Regions from separate parts of the Sus scrofa genome. Here region 2 is linked to region 1. A link is a contact called in public HiChIP or PLAC-seq data. All regions are on one chromosome and are shown on one strand. Each heading gives the region's core, a stretch centred on a gene start, on an enhancer-like site or on the middle of the called end of the contact. The rest is flanking DNA. Distances are from core to core; before and after follow the strand shown. Region 1 holds the start of ATP1B1 (ATPase, Na+/K+ transporting, beta 1 polypeptide). Region 2 has its middle 47 kb from the start of ATP1B1.

Region 1 (6,093 bases), core at 1,434-3,933:
TAAACGGTTTAGAGTGTAAGGTGGAATTTGAATCTGGTTCCCATAGAGCTGAGATCACACTCTCCTGCCACAATGCCAGGTTTGCTTAGAAACACAGAGGTTTGTAGAAGCCAGAGGGAGGCTGGTTTAGAATGAGATGCTGCATTGGCTGTGAAGGCATGATCCTCAAGGTTTGTCAGCACCTGGGAAGAATTTACATGCTGAGGAGGTAAAATTTGGTGGGGGTGGGGTGTATCCCCCAGAGGAAGACAATAGGTCAAGGACAAGAGAGAAAGCTTATCCTTGCCAGACACAGGATCAGTCTAATTGGCATTTGCCATGGGTCTGGAGAACTTTTTTAAGGAAAAAATGGGGGTTCTAATCAGAGACCTGTTAATGTGAGCCTTTCTCCACATATTTTGCAGTACTATTACTTCTACTGGAAAAGAGAAGAAGAAAGGGGCAGGGGAGAAAAAGAGGTGGGGGGGGAGGAATATCAATGAGTCAGGGATGGGAAGAGTGGGCTTAGGGAGTATGCACAAAGGGCACCCCCCACACAACTCTCATCCCTTCCCTCTCCACCTTTCCCTCTTTCCCTCTTCTCATCCTTTTTTTCTTTCTTTTTTTTTTTTGGCTGATTCTGCCCACAGGCTTTCCTCCGTCTTACACATAGTGGGCTCTCGATAAACACATGCCCTTCCCAGTGACCTGTCCTTCTGGAAACTCCTCTGTCAGGTAACTTCTGCTGGGAGGGGGCTGGGCATCATATCGGCAGGTGCAGGTGCAGCCTCTTCCTGCAGTTCTACCACCAACTTGGGGCTTTTCCAACATAAACACTGCAGGAGCAAGGCGGGGGTGGCTTCCTCTCTGAACATGCAGTTCTCAAGGCTGCCCTTGACCGAACCCTACTTGTAGCAGGCCCTCTGGGGCTGGGGTGGATGGGTGGCTGCTTCTGCATTTCAGGAATTTTCAGGTTTGCCCAAGTCTCGCAGGTGGGCCTTTGGAAGGACTGATGAGGAAGAGCTCATGCTACAGCAATTCAAGCTTGTCCATAGACCTGCGAGTTTGACCTGGGTGACAGAAAGGAAACCCTGACAAGCCTCCCTTGCGTTGTCTGTCTGGATACAGGGAGGGGAAATCTTTTCTGGGATGGGCTACATAGCTCCCTGGGGATGTAGCTTCTGTACATTGACTGCAGAGGCGCCCCTGCTGATTTCTGCTGTGTCACTGCCTCAAGAGGGATGTGTGAAGCTGCTCAGGGGTTTGGCGGAGGGAGATGAAACCAAGGAGTTTGGCTGTTGATGCACAGGGGATAAAGAAGGGGGAGGGATAAAGGATGCCAAGGATTGCCTGCACCTTCTCGCGATTTATACTAGGCTTTCCAGATCCTTTTTGGCCCCAGGTCTTTTAGAGAAGAACAAAGTGGTCGGTACCCACCCAAGGGGCGTGAAAACCCGTCCCTGAGAACACCAGCCTGGGATTCGACGCCAAGGGGAGTCATTGGTGGCTAGGTCACGTGCAAACATTGTCGCCGCCGGGGTCTAGACTGGTGTGAGCCGCCAGGCAATGCGACTGGTTTCTGAAGGAGCGACCCACTGGGGGCCGGCTGGTCGGCCTCCAACACCTCCTACCCCTTTCAAACCCCGGATCCGGCTTGCCGCCCTGGGTGGGTTTGGCAATTATCCTGCTTGAGGTGGTTCAGGCCGCCCACAAGGAGCATAGCCCGGCAGTCAGGAGCCAGGGCTGCTGGCTGGGCTGGCCTGGAAGGAGAGGGACGGGCCGGAACTGCAACCGCAGTGGCGGGGAGACCGGAGGGGGTGGCAGGTGCAGCAGCAGAGAGGCGGGGCGGAGCTGGGCAGAGTCCCTGATTCTCAGGCGTCCCGGAGTGACCTACCCCCACCCAGCTAGGGCCTAGGAGAAGTGGAAGTGCGGAGAAGAGAGGCTGAGAGTGCACGAGAGGGACTGACTGGATCGGGACAGCCGGGCTGGGGTCCCGAAGGGTCTGCGGGGCGCCAGGCAAGGCAGGTGCGGGTCACCTCACTACGGAAAAGGCGGGTTCGTGCACAGCCCAACGCGAGGAGGGGGCTGTTAGGTGCTGCGGCCTCGCCACTCACAGTTCTCTCCGCCCCTCCCCGCGCCCCCGCTCCCTGGCTCCCTAGACCGCCCCTCACGCCGCTACCGCAGCTCCTTTGTGCCAACCCCGCGCCCGCCCCCTCGGGCCCCAGGCCCCGCCCCCTCCACGCCGGCTATTGGCCCGCCGGGTCGCTAGTGGGCGGGGCGCCCCGTCGCCACGGCGCGGTATATAGTAAAGGTAGGGCGTGCGCCCTCAGCCAATTTCTCGGCTCGTGGCGGGTGGCTGTAGCCTGGGCCCGCAGTCCATTTGTTCGTCCTTCCCTTTGACTTTTCCTTGTCCCCTGCCTGTCTCTGCAGAGGTCACAGGAGGCGGGGGCCGAGCACGCGTCCTCGGTGGCAGCTGGAGTGGCAGCTGCGGGTTTGTGGAGCCCCCGAATCCCCAAGGGCAAGGGGAGCGCGTGGCGGACCAAAGAGGGCCAGTGAGCGGTCGTGCGCCCACCAATAGGTGCGGGGCTCGGAGACGCCCAGCCTGCGCGGTCCCTCCCTCCTCCCTCCGCCCCCGCCGCCGCCGCCTCCCCCTCCTCCCGCTCCTGACTCTGCTCCTCCACCGCGCGTCTGGCACTCTGAAAGCCGCAGCGGCAGCGGCGGGTGCAGCCTGCGGAGAGCCAGGCAGGGGACACTGATCGGCAGGAGAGGACGCAAGAGCGCACGCGGCAATCACCCATCTTCAATCCCCGCAGCAGCTGCTGACCCGCCACCATGGCCCGCGGAAAAGCCAAGGAGGAGGGCAGCTGGAAGAAATTCATCTGGAACTCCGAAAAGAAGGAGTTTTTGGGCAGGACCGGTGGCAGTTGGTGTAAGTATGGGTTTCGCAGCTCTCGCCCCCAGCGCCTTGCCTTTCGGCTCATCCCCCGGGCAGGCTCTGCGGACCGCACCGCGCGCTCCGCGCTGGCAAGGGCGGAGGGTCGGGTGGTGAGCACTGCTACGATCGCGCGGGCCTGGGCTTGCTGTCCTGTATGGAATTCAGAATCCCTGGATAGGCGCGGGCAAGCAGAGGGTTACGTATATTGTAGCGGTCTTGGGAACTTGCAGTTTATATGACATCGCTTGAGCCCTTCGGTCCTGGGCATGGTCGGGCTGTGGGAGACTAGATATGTCTCTTCTTGTAGTCAGGTCCTAAAAAATAAGATTTGAGGCTCTGAAAGAACAGCCTGAGGGTAATCGGACCGAATGCAGGCGAGGTTGTGTGTTAAAGCACCTTTTTTTTCTAGTCTAAATATGTACCTCCAAAGGCCGGCGGCGGGCGGGGGTGGGGTGGGGGTGCGGGGAGCGGTAGTGATGGCAGAATCCATACACACTGCAGTATTTCGTAGCGATGCCCAGAGTTTCCTCCAGTGAACTGCCGTGGAGTCATCACAGCCCAGGAATGACCCAGGAAGCTCCATGTCAGGACTCCGTTTCTGAGCCTTGGCCCCAAAACATGGCAAAATCGGGTTGTTGTCAGTGTCTACAGAGCCAGATGCAGAACCGGGTACGATGAAGGGTTAGTGTGAAATAAATGGCACAAAGGCAGAGGCAGGTCATCTGATACGATTTGGGGCAGCCTGTTGCTTGGCTAAATAGACCCCCTCCCCATTGAAAATTATATTGCTTACTTGTCTTCCACCTCTCTACACAGGAAGGGTGACTTTTTTTAAAAGGTCATTTTGAAGGGCAGTTGTAGGCAAATCTGTAAGAGTCGTGACTGCGGAAGAGAGAGAGAGAGGGAGGGAACTCCCCCCTCCTGCATCACTGCCCCCCCTTCTCTAATATCATCATCACCATCATCATCATCTGCACCACTAGCACCACCACTGCAGCCACTAAGGGAGCCCTGGGTAGGTGCTGATGTGGTGTTCCTGATTGGGAGGATCTGTGAGCATGGGCAGGAGAATGAGTCAGGGAAATATTGCTTGGCTGACATTTTGAAATGGAAGAAGCTAGAATATATGATTTTCTGTAGAGGAAAAAAAAATGCACCCTGTAGTGTGTCTCTTGATTAAAAAGTGAAGGGTTAATAATGCATCACACTTCAAGGTTAGTCAAGGTGAAACCTCATCCCATACCTATGTTGGGAAGAATAGATATCCCTGAGCCATGTTAAATGTAGGTCTTTAAAGTGATGGCTTTTAGCTTGTATTTTATTTTATTTTGGGAAATCTCCATCCTTCAGTGGGCTTACTGCCATAGTTCTCATGCATTAAGTATAGCTCTCTGTGTTTCTTAATGTGGAAGGGAAAGCCTGAAGAACACTGGGTGTGTATAGGGTGAACAGCTCCTGGCCTGGGCCATCTCCTAGCAACTCCTGGTAACTAGTGAGGCCTGAGGGGTGCACTGCGGGACGAGCCTTCTCCCAGATTCACTAGGGGTTCCTACCATAGTGATCTGACTCCGGCCTTGTCATGGGCCAAGGACTGCATTGACTCCAGGCATGTTGTAAAATTTGCCCTCTAGTGTTTTTCCCTCTCATAAAATATATTTCTTTCCTCATTCCGATTCCACAATAATATTTGTTTTAGAGGGTAGGAATGGAAGGACTTGTTCTGTAAGCTGACATTTAATAATGCAGCACCTCCACATAAGAGAGAGTCATTTGTGTCTTGATAGCTCATACAGCAAGGTGTCAATACTCTAATGAATGCAGACACCAGGACTGGTGCTCTAGTCTCATCTTTCCATTTTACAAGGTGGAGGTGAGGTGTTGAGCTAAAAATTCAGGTTTTATCTTGCACTAATATGTCTACTCCTTTCTGGCAATGTAAGAAATGACAGAGCCTCTCCTAGGCAGAGAAAGTGACAGCAACCACTTGTCTCCTATGGAGAGAATGCCACCTTTCCAGCACTGGGCCCAACATGGATGCCCTTGGGACGAGGGCAGGTTGTCCTTGGTTCAGTTCTGTTTGTAGGTAGATTTTCACCAAGATGGACGCAGGAGCCTCGCCTGTAAGCTGCTGGAGAAAGTGCAGCATGCAAATCACCTGGTGCTATCCACCCTTTTATTAAGTTAGTACAGGTGTTGGTAGGTTTTAATGTTTACCACTGGGCCCAGATGCCCTTTTCCCTTCAGCCTGTGACCTTTTGAAGGGTACTAGGTTTTTTGGGTTTTTTTTTCCCTGACTGGAAAACCTCTGTTACTTGTATTTAAAAAAACAAACAAACAAAACAAAACAGAAAGAAAAAGAAAAGAAAAGTTGTCTAAAAGGAAAAAATTATTTCTAAAGCTTACTCTCTGAGCCGCCCTGGCTAGGTGGTACAATGAGTCCAGCTTTTCTCTTTGAGCCTGTGTGTCGGTGAGCCCACTGAATAGGCTCCACCACACCTGCATCGTCCACTCTGACCAAGTGACCTCACAGCAGGGGCGACATCTCAGAGCAAAAGAGAAAAATCCTCTCCTTCTCTTAGGGCAGTTAAGATAGGCTGTATTTCCTTCTGTTCAATCAGTGACTTGTTTATCTATAATTATATTTGTATTTTAAACTGTAGCGTCAATGATATCTTCTCATTTTGTTAGAATTTAGTATCTGGGGTCCAAGGAATGAATATAAAACTACTTCCATGCTTAGGCTAAGAGCATCCAGACAAGGTGTGGGGCAAGAAAAAAAGAGAATACAGTTCTCTTTCTGACTATGTTATACGAACTCTTGCACCTCTTAGGAGCATTCCCTGGAAAATTTTTCCAGATCTCCTGACGTCACAGCCTTGCCATTTGCCTACTGCTGCCTGGATACAGAATGCAGCACTTAACCCTTGTCCTTCGGGGAGGCACTGATTGAGTTGGGCAGCTGTGGTTCTGGATTATACAGTCTTTTCATTTTTCCTTATCTTTGTGTGTGTCTTTGCCCTTTTCCTTTTTTTTTTTTTTCAAATAGAAGGGAAAAAGGATTATGATTAGGCATTTTAGTGTGGTTTGATGTATGTTTTACTTGTCTAGAGTATGATTTCCCCAAACTACTTATTTGCTGATAGAAAAGTTGAGCTTTTAAATATTCGGAGAGGGCAACC
Region 2 (6,848 bases), core at 67-2,566, 49 kb before region 1:
GCCCCCACCTTATGTCCCTCCATCAGACAACCCCCATGTCTCAATGGCCAGAATCAACACAATCTGCCCAGGCTTAAAACAATTTTTACACAAGACAAGGCCACCACAGTTGGCCTAGACCAATGAAGTCTCACCCTCTGTGGTTAGGTAGAGCTCAGTGCCTAAAAAGGACATAACCTTTCAAAGGACACAACCAAAATCAGAGCTTGACGGTAAGGTAGAAAGAAGGAAACAAACCTTTGGCAGGCAACCAACAGTGTCTGCAACAGAGAAATTTGGTCCCTTGACCTCTCTAGGAAGGAAATGAGTAAAATTATCCTAATTTTAAGCTTTGGGAAATCAAACTATTATAAGACAAGGATCCTGCTTACTCAGAGCTACAATCTGGTTGAAGAGATAAAGACTTCCAAAAGTGTTAACTCATAATGACTTTACCATTATTATCTGTGTGGGATGAAGCAGTAGCAAAGCCCCACCAAAATCTTCTTGTATGCAAAATGCTAAAGTAGGCTTACCAACGCAAAGAAAAAAAATCTTGTCATGCATGCTGAGTCGTGCAGTTTAATGGTACACACAACCCGATTCCAGATAAATGTCAAGACTGGAACAGGGACACTTGGCCTCAGTTTTAGTCTTTGTTACAAAATTCACCAATGCCTTCCTTTGAAGGCTACTGTGTTTTTTTGTTTGTTTTTTTTTTTATGGTCAAAAAGTACAATTTACAACTTCACTGAAACACTTCTGGGGAGTTTATAAAGGTTTTTTTGGAAAAACTTGAAATCTTCTAATCCTTTTGAGAAGAAAAATAGTTTTACAAAGAGAAATAGGTCAAGAAACTGTTTGATCCTAAAGCCATGACTGCAAGCTTTCCTCTCAAAATTTATATCAGGTGGAACATTTGATATCAAGTTGCTCTTCCACTGATCACTCATTATTCATTCACTTGACTTTAGGTTGGCCAGTCACTCCTATCACACTCTCTGAAATCTGGCAGGACCACAGGTGCTGAAAGCTTAGGGCTCAATCTTGTGCTCTCAGAAGGGCCAAAAGAGAGTGAAGGCTCTGGGGGCCTCCCCGACTTCTCTACCTCCTTGGTCCCCAGAAGTCCTTCCCTTGGAGCCCTTCCTCTTCCTACAGCAGGCCTTCCTCAGCTGCTGGGAGCTCCACCCAGGATAAATGCAAACCAACCCTCGGATTCCTCAGCAATGAACAACCAACACTACTACATTATGAAATCTCTTTCTTCTCTGACTCTGCTTCTCTCCAGAGAGGGCTGGAGTATGCTCTGGCCTCTGACCATAGAAGCAAATTTCCTCTGGAACCGACTCGAAAAGAAGAAATGAGTCATGAGGCTGCAGAGATAAGCTACCCAGAAAACTCCCCTGAGGAAATGGCCAGGAGTTTTCAGAGGGAGGCCCACTAGCTACAGTGTGGCCATCCTTGCTGTACCTTGTCTAAGAGACGAGGTTCCTACCTGTCAGAAAGACTTGGCTAGAAACAGAGGGATGAGCTAAGTAAACTTTCAGGAGAGCTGGGTTTCAAATGTTCCTGCCAGAAGGATTATATGTCCCCAGGCAGGTGTCCTTCTCCTGTGGCCCATGGTATCAGCTGTGTGTGCTCTTTTTCAGGGAGAAGTAGAAATACCAATCCACAGTTAGGAACTGGGGATTAAGATGAAAGAAGAGGGGAAGTATCACATAGTCTTTAAAAATTAAGCGTCAACCAAGGTTAAAATTCTACTCCACCACTTACAAACTATATAGCTGAGTGTGTTCCTGTCTCTAGGCAAGCATCCACTTCTATCTAAAAATAGAATAATAGAAGCTGCCCCCCCACTCCAATCTGTTAGAGAATTAAATTAGGTAGTAAGGTTACCAGAATATCCAATATATAAGGAACAATTGCAGCAACAGCGTGGGTGGTTATTAATAAAAGGATGACCAAGCAGTGGAATACAGCATTATGAGACCTGACACAGGGCTTAGCTCTGCATTCCTGTGTGGTTGAGAGAAGGAAGCAGAGATGTCAGTGAGGAAGCTGGAAGCCAGATCAGAAGTCCCTCTGGGGTGGAGGAATGTAGGGAGGAGCTGGCATAAACAAAAACTAGAGATAGAGGAGGAGGTCGTGAAAAAACAATCTCGTAGTCCTGGAGTTTTCCTCCTTGTGAAGCAGAGCTAAGCACCTCAATAAAAGTGAGCTAATGCCTCTCCCTTTACAAGAAGTCATATTACTTCATCTTAGAAACAATCTGCTCCAGGAACTATTACACTGGGAATCACAACAACACCACCTCAGACACATCCAGGGCAGCAGCCCCAGGTACACAGCCCTGTTGCAGTGGGAGAGCCTGCTATCATAAAAAGTAGATTGAAAAATAGGAGCCCCTCTGAATTAGGTCAACAGCCAGGCCCAGAGTCACAGAGCTCTCCCAGCTGAGAGAGACTTTTCAGAAAGATGCTTGCTGGTCAGTCCAGAGTCACTAGTATGGTTGGTCACCCCTCAGACAAAAACTAGACTTAAGCAGGAGGATCCACTTTTATCTTGGGGAGTGCCAGAAAGGTCAAGAGAAAAGTGAAGGGCATTTTTCCTCCATCAACAAAAATATTCATAAAAGTTCAATGCCTATAATAGTTAGCCATTGGCAAAAAGATGATTATTCAAGAAAAGCTTATAGTGAACTCCCTTATTAGGGGGAAATATTCAAATTTGAACTTCATTATAAGCTTGTTTATACATTTTCTTGATTGATTGAGGATTTGTGTTTATAAAAAGAAACAAAAAGGAAAATCTGCAGCTGCAAAAGCAGCATAAACAAACTTAAGGAACATATGTGAGTTTAACTTATCTGGGGGTAAAGTGGAAATTTTTAAATATGGCCGCAAATTCTGTGATCTGTCTCCCATGAAGCCTCTCTGAATCTGGGTAGGCTTGAGACTGCTTTGACCAATAGAGTTGACATCCAAAGTCCACATTATAAAAAGCCTTACAGTTATTTGCTCGAACACCCCCCTTTCGGAGTCCTGAGCTGCCATGTGCAAATTCTAACTACTCCAGTTCTGCCACATCAAACAGTCCATGTGGAAGCACTTGGGGGACAGTCCCTCCTGAACCGGGCCTTCCAGCTGTCTCCACAAGGCTCCAGACACAGGGGTGTCACCTCCTTGGATCCTCCCAATCAGCCAGCTGATGAACACTGAAATGATTTCTATCAACATCAGGTGGAGCAGAAAAGTCACCAGCTGAGCCCGCAAAAACCTTGACCTGCAAAAACTGTATAATCAAATTGTTGTTGTTTTAAGTCATTGAGTTTTGGTGTCATTAGTTATACAGCAGTAGATAGAAAAGGACCTTCTAATCATGAAAGCTTGATTGGAATTAAAAAAAAAGAAAGATGGAGTTCCCGTCATGGCGCAGTGGTTAACGAATCTGACTAGGAACCATGAGGTTGCAGGTTCGATCCCTGGCCTTGCTCAGTGGGTTAAAGGATCTGGCGTTGCCCTGAGCTGTGGTGTAGGTTGCAGACGCGGCTCGGATCCTACGTTGCTGTGGCTCTGGCGTAGGCTGGTGGCTACAGCTCCGATTCGACCCCTAGCCTGGGAACCTCCACATGCCGTGGGAGAGGCCCTAGATAAAGCAAAACAAAACAAACAAACAAACAAACAAAAAATAAAGTCTCTATTGATAAAAAATAAATAAATAAAATATATTAAAAAAAGAAAGAAAAGAGAAAAACAACAGACAGCAAATTTAAAATTGTAAACTTCTCTATGTCGTTTACCATTATATACAAAATTAAAAGGCAATGACAAACTGGAAAAGTATCCTTGTAACACACATAACAAACCATTAATAAGAAAACTGCAATAGGGGGGTTTCCGTTATGGCTTCAGCAGGTTAAAGACCAAGCATTGTCTTTGTGAGGATGTGAGTTCTATCCCTGGCCTTTCTCAGTGGGTTAAGGATCCAGCATTGTAGCAAGCTGCACATAGATAGCAGATGCAGCTCGGATCTGGTGTTGCCGTGGCTGTGGCATAGGCCACAGTGGCAGCTCCAATTCAACCTTAGCCTGTTAACATCCATCTGCCGCAGGTATAGCCATCAAAAAAAAAAAAAAAAAGATGCAAATCATAAAAAGCAGTCATCAAAAGAAATTAAAATGGCAAAAAAAGAGTTATTTAACACTATTAGTAATAAAATAAATGGAAATTAAATGACAGTAAGATACATTTTTTGCCTTCAAATTCATAAATATTTTTTAAATGATAACAGTCAATGCCCATGAGACAAGAGTGAAGCAAGAATTTTCAAATACTGGTGGTGGGAATATAAATTGAGAATCTTTCCAGAGATCAAGTTGATGATATGTATCAAAAGTCTCAAATACCCTCTACTAAAGTATTTCCACTTCTAGGAATTGAAAAGACTTGTAATCAAGCATTCTCATCACAGCAGTATTTATACTAGTGAGAAATAATAAACACTAAAACATTCAACAATATGAGAATTATTGCTAAATTTCAAATAATTGAATATAGTGGAGTTATCAAAAAGCATGGTTTCCATAATATTCAACGACAGAGGAATACATTTATAATAGTATAAAACTGAAGGAAAAACGGTGGTTAAAAGCAAACAAAAGAATAGCCACAATTATGTTTATATAGATGGATGGATAGAGAAAAAGACAGTGGAAAGGCACAGAAATATTCATGTAGTCTCTCAATAAAGGTTTTAGAGAAGTATTGTTCCCTTTTTCCTTCTCTGGATATTCCAATTTTCCAACACAAAACTATACTAATTTTATAATCAGAAAAACATTCTTCTTTTAAAAAGGTAATTAAAGAAAGAATTCCAAAGCAGTTAACTTGAACAGAGGAGCATTCAAGTACTAAGAGGCTTCTGAGAAGTAAGGTTCTCTCCTTCCAGAGACCTTCTGTGGTCTCTGTTTTGGAGGTACCTGACTCTAGGCTTTCATCCCACTACCACGAGTAGGCAGCCGTAACTTCGCTCCACATGGAGAGACTATCCAGCAGTAATGAGACATACCTCCCACTCCCCAGTGAGGAGGTGTCATAAGAAGCCTAGGCGAGAATCAGAACTTTCACCACCACCCAGTGCTAATGAGGACACCCTCACCACTGGAAATCCCATCCCCAACAGCAGTAATAAGGAGATTCCCTAACCCTCACCACTTGAGTATTCATGAAGACCAAGTGATGAACCTGGCTTTCTACCCTGCCTAAATATAACAAAGTAGCAGCCCCACTTCCCCTGCCAGAATGGTGTCAGTGGAGGCCAGTTAAAAGAGTAGGTTTAAGTAAGATCCAGAGCCTCAGAATATTATTTGAAAAAGTCCAAGTTCCAATCAAAAATTCACTCATCACTCCAGAAACCATGAGGATCCCAACTAATGAAAAAAAAATTCAATAGATGCCAAGACCAAGATGACAGAGCTACTACATTTATCTGACAAAGATTTTAAAGCAGCCAATGATAAAAATGCTTCAACAAGCAATTGTGAATATGGCTGAAACAAATATTTTAAAAATAGGAAGCCTCAGCAAAGAAATAGAAGATTTATAAAAGAATAAAATGGGTATTTTTAGAATGGAAAAATACAGTAATCAAAATAAAATCTCAGTATATGGACCTATATTAGTTTCCTGTTGCTGCTGTGATCAATTGTCACAAACTCAGTAGCTTAAAACAATACAAATCTACAATCTTACAGTTCTGGAGGTCAGAATTCCAAAGTGGTTCTCACTGGGCTGAAACCAAAGTGTGACAAGCTTGTATTACTTATGGAGGTTGCAGTGGGGAACCCATTTTCTTGCCCTTTTCCAGCTTCTCAAGGCTGCCTTCATTCCTTGACATGTGGATCTTTTCCATTTTCAAAGCCAACAATGTCCAGTGTAATCTTTCTCATGTTGCATTACTCTGACACCATGCCTCTCTTTCACTTACAAAGATCCTCGTGGTTATATTGGACCCATTGGAGGAATCCAGGATAAACTCCCCCATCAAAAGATCTTTAATCACATCTGTAAAGTCCTTTTGCCAATTAAGGAAATAGTCACAAATTTTGGAGATGAGGATGTAGAAATTTTCAAGGGGCCATTATTTGCCTACCACAGTCTGCTCACAAAAATTCATACCTGTCCCACATATAAAATATATTCACCACATCCTAAGGCTGTCAAAAGTTTCAGTAGATTATTACATCAACTCAAAATTCAAATTCTCATCAGCTCTAAAGTCCCAAATCTCATCATCTAAGTCATTTAAATAGGTATAGGGAAGATTCTGGTTAGGATCCAGCCTGCAGCAAATTCCTCTCTGTCTATGAACCTGTAAAACTAGAAAACAAGTTATCAGCCCCTAAAATACAATGATGGGACAGGCACAGAATAGCAGCTATAGACATTCCCATTCAAAATGGAATATGGGAGGAAAAAAGGAGTCATCAGACCCAAGCAGTTTTGAAGTCCAGCTGGGCAAATTTCACTAGGTTTCAAGGTTTCTGGTGGCTCAATGCTCCATTCTCTAAGCTCAAAACTTTACCTTTGGAGTGAAACTTTCTTTCTCCTGAAAAATAGCACTTGCTTACTGCTGAATAGTTTTATTCATCCTATCTTATATCTGTAGAAACTGAGGGGTCCAATAGCTCTATAACTGTTGAATTATGTACTAATTGAATTAGTACTTAATAAAAAGGTTTTTCCAAGTTCAAACATTATTGCTGAAGAACTGTAGCAAACATTTAAAGAAGAATTCACATCTATTCTATACAATCTCTTCCAGAAAATAAAGGAGGGAACATTTCCCAATGTATTTTCTGAAGCTAGTGT

The links. HiChIP or PLAC-seq counts read pairs in DNA pulled down with a chosen protein or histone mark.
Region 2: a contact with region 1 is called in an H3K27ac HiChIP or PLAC-seq map of skeletal muscle. The contact joins the enhancer-like site here to the promoter of ATP1B1 in region 1. A contact is called at or near these places in 7 of 47 Hi-C or Micro-C datasets (blood, embryonic fibroblasts, heart right ventricle and 3 more) and 2 of 2 datasets of contacts at active chromatin or transcription factors (alveolar macrophages and skeletal muscle).

Annotation. Positions count from the first base shown.
Region 1 is chr4:81,933,605-81,939,697 of Sscrofa11.1, reverse strand. ATP1B1 (ATPase, Na+/K+ transporting, beta 1 polypeptide) reads left to right here and starts at 2,683. Exons shown (of 6, transcript NM_001001542.1): 1 at 2,683-2,908. The coding sequence starts at 2,812.
Region 2 is chr4:81,980,114-81,986,961 of Sscrofa11.1, reverse strand. No RefSeq gene overlaps it. Among named protein-coding and RNA genes, the nearest start is that of ATP1B1, 47 kb to the right of the region's middle. Within about 2 kb of position 1,316, at least 24 of the 83 cell types and tissues checked have an H3K27ac peak or open chromatin away from gene starts, as enhancers often do. A contact at or near this core is called in alveolar macrophages, embryonic fibroblasts and skeletal muscle, where this site is marked.